2 separate regions of the Mustela erminea genome follow, and region 1 is linked to region 2. A link is a contact called in public Hi-C data. All regions are on one chromosome and are shown on one strand. Each heading gives the region's core, a stretch centred on a gene start, on an enhancer-like site or on the middle of the called end of the contact. The rest is flanking DNA. Distances are from core to core; before and after follow the strand shown. Region 1 holds the start of BRCA2 (breast cancer type 2 susceptibility protein). Region 2 holds the start of N4BP2L2 (NEDD4-binding protein 2-like 2).

Region 1 (3,619 bases), core at 935-3,434, 180 kb before region 2:
GAAGTGCCTTCCTCTCCTGGTCTTCCCCCTCCGTCTGCAGCTGAATCAAGCCCCTGCGACCTATCACTGGTGAGTAGACTCCCCAGGCTGACAGGGGTGCCTTGTGGCCTCTGCTGCCCCAAGGGGAGCGGCTGCGCAAGGTGCGAGGCCCCAGTGAGCACTGCACTGACTTGTCCACCCGCGGGCTCACCTGCACGCCCACCTCCCTGGTGTGGGCCTTGTAAAGCCGCAGGCTTAGGCTGGGGTTCATCTGGGAGAGAACAGCCTTGAGCTGCGCCCTCTTGTAAGGGTCCATGCAGCAGTCGGAAGCATTTGCAGGCACCAGCAACCTAGGCCTGGCCAGGAAAGTGGGGGGACCGGTGTTTGGCCTCCAATCAGGCTGTTTGTGTTCAGAGAGTCCGGGATGGCCCAAAGGCATTGGATTCCCATAGCCCTGGTACAAGCCATACGGAACACGGACAAAGCGCTCCATCCGCCTGGTGGCCAGGCACAGCACAATATCCCTGAAGAGGGTTTGTTTGTCTCCTTGTTTTGCCTTCCACCTTCATCCACCCCCCTTTCTTTTTCCCCTGATCAAGTTAGTGTTGGTTCATTCCAAGTTTCTCCCTTTATTTCAAATCCTGATGGAAGCTGCTGCCTATTATCCTAATTAAAGGACAGGCAATCTACCTGTCTACAGAGGTCTAATTTCCACCTGATTCCTAATTGCTCTTCCCTATCTCTTCAATTCACTGTTCCTGAATCTTCTTCAAAGCTGTTTTTCATTTCTGACTTCTTATTCATACACATGCTTTCGTTAGCAAGTCACTCATGTATCCTATAGTAACTATTTTAGAGATCCTGTTTTAAAGCATATACTAAATCAAATACAAATAATAATTTATCTGAGCAGCAAACTAGAAGAATATAAGGACGTAAGTATACTGAGGCAGAGCTAATTAATGTAAAGATCCCAGAACCACAGAAGCAAGGAGCATTGGGGGGGTGTTATATATATTATGAGAAAATGTATTTCAGAGGGTTGTAGGGCGTGCCAACAGATCTCATTAATTCACTCCTAGTGAGGAGGATCCCTCTCCCCAAAAAGGTGAAAAAAGCCAATTATTTTGATCTAGAGGGTAAACAGAAACTTAACCATGGGTTTAGTGTCTGAAATCAAAGGGACTTGAATTGACACCATGGCCTTGTTACCAGACAAGTTACTTAACCAGGTGATTTGGTTTCCCCAGCTGACAGTACTAATATACATGATTGTAAGATTTAAGTGTTCAGTAAGTGTTAACTATCACAAGCTTTAGTATCTGTATTGGTAAGGCTTCCTGCTTAAAGCTCAAGACTATGATCAAACTAAAATGACTCCTATATAACCACGTAGAGCCCACCCTTTTACTAATCCAAGGTTGTTTCGCTGTTTACTTGCTCAAGAGCTTTCTGGAAGCAGCAAGGTCTATGAGCAGCTCTCTCCACACCAGTTGAAAGCTTTCTCGGTTATACAACAAATCTGAATTACGGCTCTTGCTGCGCAGGTCACGGACCCTGTGAATGAGGACAGGTGCCCTTTTCCCAGGGCGACTTGGAGAGAAGACAGGCACAGAACGAGATGATTGCCACCCCGAGAATGTAAAGGATGCTACGGAAGCCTGCAGAGGGTTGTGAGTGTTAGAGTAGAGAGTGAACGTGGTTTCACAATTTTTATAAAGGGGGCGGGCAAACAGGCTTGGAGGGCTTGAAAACTTGCTACCTAGGAGCAACACGCGGGCTAGAACTTAAGTCCTCTGGCTTCAAATCTCATCCCTTTCCACTCTGTAGAGAGCACGCAGCAGGGCAGTCAGTCAGCTACAACCACGGACCACTTTGGGGGACCGTCCTCTCTAAGGGCAAACAAAGGTCTTTCAAAGACCCCAGGCCGTCCCCTGGCTGCCACCCAAACGTGAGGTGGAGCAGAGAGAAGGGGGAGGAGTCGAGGAGTATACACAATGGGCGGTCACGGGCAGGAGCGACGCCTTGTACACCGAAGGCTCCGGGGAAACAGAACAAACAACCCAGCTCTCTCTTCACGCGGTTCCGGGCCGACTGCCCAGCGGTCCAACAACGACTTGGCTTCCGCCACACAGATGCGCCAGCCGCGCTCCCGGAACCTGACTTCCGGGTCGCACGCACGCTGCGTGTTACGTCACGGCGTCACCGCGCGACGTGTCGGGAGAGCGGGCTTTTGGCGCGAGAGTCTGAAATAAGATCGGCGGAGGCGGAGCTGCTGGGGCTCGGCGCAGCCGTGGATCGTCGCAGAAAGGAGCCAGCGGGTCAGCTTTCTGATCGAAGTGCCGGCGCGGTTTTTGTCAGCCTTCTCCGGCCAAAAAGAGCGGCACCTCCGGAGGCGGTTAGTGTCGGCCGGGTGGAGACCGACAGGCCTGTCGCCCGCGGTGTGGGGCTGTGGGGGACCGCCTCCCCTTCCCTGGGTGGGAGCCGCGGCCTCCAGACGCTGACGGTCTCCTGCCGCTGGCGGTCTCTGCCAGCCGCGAGCTCCGCCCCTTCCCTGGAATTCCGCTTCCCAACTTTGCACCCCGCCCGCCGCCCAGGGTTTGCCCCTGAGCTGCCCTAGATGTCCCACTCTGAAATCTCCTTAGTTGGAAATACGATGAAGTGACTTTAACGGAATATTGTAATTTTAGAAGATGTTTCACAGCGCCTGACACACTGTATCGGCCTTACTTAACCCCCAGGGAATTGTTGTATTATGAAAATTTACTGATGTGACATTGTCTAAAGATATTTATCTCTTAATAGGACCCCTCGTTGGCTGTGCACCCTCTAGCCACACGTGACTAGTTAATTAAAATTAAATATTTAGAATTCTGTTCTGAGTCCTACTTGCCGCATTTCAAATGCTTAATGGGGATAGTGGTCACTGTATTGCACAGCACAAATATAGAATGCTCCCATCATCGCAATAAGTTTGATTATTGTCCGGAAAGATGGGACTGAAGTCAATAAACAATATAACTTCAGGCAAGTTTACCTTTTGATTTTTACTTCAGAGTCGGTTAACAAGGACTGCATCACTGTGAAGTGTATTTTGGTGTTGTCTTTTGCAGAGTTATTTACCTAGCGTTGGAGTAATTCTGTAGATAAAAATGCCTATTGGATGCAAAGAGAGGCCGACTTTTTTTGAAATTTTTAAGACGCGGTGCAATGAAGCAGGTATTACAAAGTTTATATACATGGATCATTTATGTTGCGAACATGTTTTCAGAAAACTATGTAACTGTGCTTGCTTGCTTAGAGGAATCCAATACCTAACGTTTTGTTTTCCTGTAAACTGTTTCGTATGAGGTCATAAATCCAGTTAAGAAAGTGATCATTTACAGTTAACGAAATGATAACTATAGAACTCTGGGGATAAAGAAGGTACTGGCCTCTTGATAGCAGGAGAATGTACTGTTTTTAAAGCACAGAACTTTTAGCAATTGGTAATGTTACTTTATATTAGAAGTTGTCAAACTTTAGTCTCTTTACACTCTTGAAAATGACTGAGGACCCCAAAGAGGTTTTATGTAGGCTACCAAATAGAAATTAAAACTTAGAATTTTTAAAGATGTGTGTTAATTCACTTAAAAAATAA
Region 2 (4,065 bases), core at 1,234-3,733:
ATAGTTAAAACTGGGAGGAGGAGGACCTTGGGGTACTATAAAAGAATGCACTGATTGCCATTCAGGCCTGAAGGAAGTTAAGGAATCATCACAAAATGCAGGTATTACTTGTCCATTACAAGGATATTTGCCTGGCTCGTTCTCCCCATGCTGTCGGTAACTACAATGCGACTGAAAAACATTACTAATATCTCCTTCCTTTACTTCTTCAGATTTTAACAGCTCATTATTATGGTCCTGATAATACACAGTAAGTTTTTCTTCAGAGAGCTCAGGTTCTTCACAACTGCCTTCCAGATCATCTTTTTCATTTTCAAGCTCTTCAATTTCCTTGTAAAACTGGAATAATTCGTTGTCAAGCTTTGATTTTTTAGAGTTGAAGTTCTGTTTCTGTTCTCGTCCTCCTTTGCCATCTATACCACTGACTGCTTCTGAATGATTTCTCCTTTCACTGTATTTCTTCTTCTCAGGGGGATTGTAAATCGGTCCTATAAATGCTTTACTTGTGCTATATATCTCATCATCTTTGGATACCAATGCAGGACTGGCATCCTGTAAAATTTGTGTATCAATGGATTCAATAACATCTGATCTATTATTGCCAGGCATCTCATCATGCACAGGTTTCACCGAGTTTGTAATTTTGGTTTTGTCCTCCTGAAGATAACTGTGTTCGTTGACATCAACAATGGTCACAGGGACCCAATCATTCCCAGCTTTCTCTTGGATTCTGTGAAAATCAGCAGTACCATGATGAGAAAAAACATAAGCCTCTTCAGCTGACTTCAATTTTTTATAGCATGGTTCACCTGTTAGTTCTTCACAATGATCCAAGGATTTCGCTTCAATTTCACCATAAGGCATCTGAGGACCAAATAAATCATGTAATTAATAGCTAATACTTTAAAAATCTAAACAAAAGTTTTTCAGAAACAAGAAAACAGAAAAGACATTTAAATGGCAAATTTTCCCAAAATACAAAAATTATTATAACCACTTACTATTTAAGTATTATTATGATGATTCAAGGGTGGGACCTCACTTTAAAAAAAAAAAGATGTATCTCACATTTATTCCAAATGATGCATTTTTTAATAGATTTTTTTTGTCAGAGAGACCACAAGCAGGGGGAGTGGCAGGCAGAGGAAGAAGCAGGGTTCCTTCTGAGCAAGGAGCCCATGCTGGACTCCAACCCAGGATCTGATCAAGACCTCCAACAAAGGCAGATGCTTAACCAACTAAGCCATCCAGGCATCCCTGAATGACTGACGCATTTCTGAAACTTGAAGAATTTAAGTTAAGCTTGGGAAATTGAATCAATAATATATACTCTGACGATACAGATACACAACTTTATACTAATATGGAGAGTAAACCTGCCAGCCAAACTGACACTTATCCAAACTGGTTGTGATAAATGTCTTCATAAACTCTTGTTTAAAACCACTATATCCTTCGAGTAAATGCACCCAGCTCCCAATCTCAGCATCTCCTTACCAATCAAACGTTAGATACTGAAATGCCAAACTTTACAGACCCCACTCCTGTGAATAGAGTAAAAGTGGTTTCCAAATGGGTGTACTGCGTTCATTTAAAAGGAAAAAAATAACTTCAGTTGCACTAAGAATGACTCAAATATGTCCTATTATGTTTAGAAATCTGACACCTCCCCAAATCAACGCGTTCATCTTTTCCACATGCTTGGCCAATCTCAAAGACAAATTCTGCTTCCCTTGAAATTTCTTAGGGGCCCTCAAAAGTGCAATCCCAAATGCGGTTTTACTCAATACTTCATTTTGCCCGCTCTCTGGAACTCCTCCAACAGGACAGAACAAGGAAAGGGCAAAAAAGACGAAGCCGACAATGATACAGGTAGGCCCACAGAAACTGGAGGGAGGGGAACACAACTGTAAAGAACACCGCCCTATCGGAAACGCCCCACCCCGCCTCCGACCACCTCTCGGTTCCTCATTTCCTCATTCGGAATACGATTAAAGTCTCAAGGAACCGCAAGACGGCTGCATTAACAGAGCGTGGCCTATACACAGCCTTAGTTCCCTGGCTTCCTGACCTCCAAAGGTGGCCCGGGCAAAAGTGCGTCACCCAGCTCCTTTCTCCCAACGGAGACACGTTCAGGTTCTGTGTAGGAATTCAAGAGATATCCTAGACTCAAAGGTTCACTCCAGCCTTCCACGTTTACGGCTCATCAAAAGGGTCCAGCCAAGAACAGACGAGAAGCCGAAAAACGTCACCACCACTACCCCACCCTTACTTAAAATGGGAGCTGTACTCACCTTACACTACATTCGCTTCTACCTCCCAATAAAATCGTGGTCTAGAAAGACACGAACATCTGAAAAGGTGAAAGCAACGCACAAACACCACCCCAAAGCACAGAGGAACTAAAAACCAAAACCCTCGGCATCTGGGAAACAGCACCGCCGTACGCAAGATGGCTGCCACCTCGCGGCTACCCCGGCAGGAATTACAGATTTGCGCTCGGCATTGTGGGAACTGAAGTCCCGCGTTCACGCTGGGCCTGGTAATCTCCGCGCTCGGAGACTGGGTCTCCCAGAATCCATTTCGTGAAAGACGCAGCAGCGTTAACCAACGTATACCCTAACTAGTTCCTAGATTTGGAGCTGGGAAGTTATTTAGAACTGTTAACTTTGGCTAAAAAAGGCAGCGACCTGCTCTGGGATTCATCCGTAAAGGAAAGAGAACGTGAGTGCCTGGCACCCTAAAGACATAAGCCGCTGTCGGTGCATGCTTTTAAGACTTTCTAGGATACAAAGAATCGTGCTTTTCAACGGGGTCTCGGCATTTGGTATCGCCACGTAGGGTTGCTGGCGTTTCTCCAAAAAAACCACTAAGTAATTCCAGTCTCTTCTGTCCATGGAAGCAATCACTGCAGCAGAGCCTTAGGTACTAAGAGAAAGTTATTTCTTATCGTATTTGTGTTGTTTTGTTTTGAGAAACAAGGACCAGCTACTGAACTTTCCCACTTAAAGAGTCAATTTATGACAAGCACTTAGAACAGCAGCTGATTAAAACAAAACAAAGCAAAACCAAAAAAACAACTCGACGGTCCTCACCTCAGAGTCCCATCCCTCCACCACCTCCCCGTACTAAGTCCGCTCCCTCCTCTGCATTCTTTCTTGCCACTACAAGTAAACGGCTAACGTCTTGGTATTGGAATGAATCTTTCTGTTGAGGTTATAAATTTAACAGTTATAAATTTAACAGTTATAAATTTAACAGTTAAAATAACTGTCTGGAATATTTGCATTTGATTATTGAACAGCTTTGTGACCAAGAGGGTTTTAGGCTTATGACCAAAGCAATGCATCCTCTTATAAAGAAGGACTCTTCCTCAAATACAAATTCCCACATCAACCTTTTCTGATGTTTCCTCGTACTTAGATCCAAGTTATGCTTCCTCGGTGGAAACAACCGTGTGAGTGAAGTTGTGTCTTTCTCAGGGTATCTATATTTGGAGGTTCAGGATGTCTGTCCACTATAATCCACTATAAGGTGATATTAATCTTTATCACTTTATCAAGGTGCTTTCCAGTTTCTCCACTGTTTATTTTATCCCGTGCAACTCACAATCACAATCTATGAAGAGCTACTTTGAAACCAAGCAAATACCTTGCTCCTGATCAAACTCTACTTTGTAGTTCAATCTCCATTGGATGATCCTTGCTGCAACCGAGCTTTACAATGAGAGTTACAAGCTAGCTTTTCCCCTCCCATTTCCTTCAAGCCCTCCACATTTATTAGTGGTAATGCTACTATAAAGAAGAGCTATCCTTATTTACTATCAGCATGAATTTATGTTTTCCTTTTTGTTCAAGATGTCCATCAAAAAATCCTTTACTGTCTTATTATTTATTTATTTAGTTATATTAGACTATTTTGAGAATAGTTTTAGATTCACGGAAAAACTGAGTAGATGTAGTACACAGTTCCCATTTACCACACCTACCCCTATTTCCCCTATTATTAACCTCTTTATTATGATACATTGTTACAATTAGTGAACCAAATATTAATGCATTCACA

What was found. A called contact is a pair of places that touch in the nucleus more often than the background predicts.
Region 1: a Hi-C map of spleen shows a contact between it and region 2, with 4 times the contacts expected there. The contact joins the promoter of BRCA2 here to the promoter of N4BP2L2 in region 2. A contact is called at or near these places in 2 of 3 Hi-C or Micro-C datasets (skeletal muscle and spleen).

What each region holds. Positions count from the first base shown.
Region 1 is chr15:72,638,474-72,642,092 of mMusErm1.Pri, reverse strand. BRCA2 (breast cancer type 2 susceptibility protein) reads left to right here and starts at 2,184. Exons shown (of 27, transcript XM_032315410.1): 1 at 2,184-2,377; 2 at 3,093-3,198. The coding sequence starts at 3,132. It overlaps ZAR1L (ZAR1-like protein), which reads right to left and starts at 1,154. Exons shown (of 4, transcript XM_032315421.1): 1 at 1-1,154. The coding sequence starts at 472.
Region 2 is chr15:72,460,736-72,464,800 of mMusErm1.Pri, reverse strand. N4BP2L2 (NEDD4-binding protein 2-like 2) reads right to left here and starts at 2,483. Exons shown (of 9, transcript XM_032315418.1): 1 at 2,295-2,483; 2 at 1-864. The coding sequence starts at 864. LOC116574605 (a long non-coding RNA gene) reads left to right here and starts at 2,571. Exons shown (of 4, transcript XR_004279389.1): 1 at 2,571-2,724.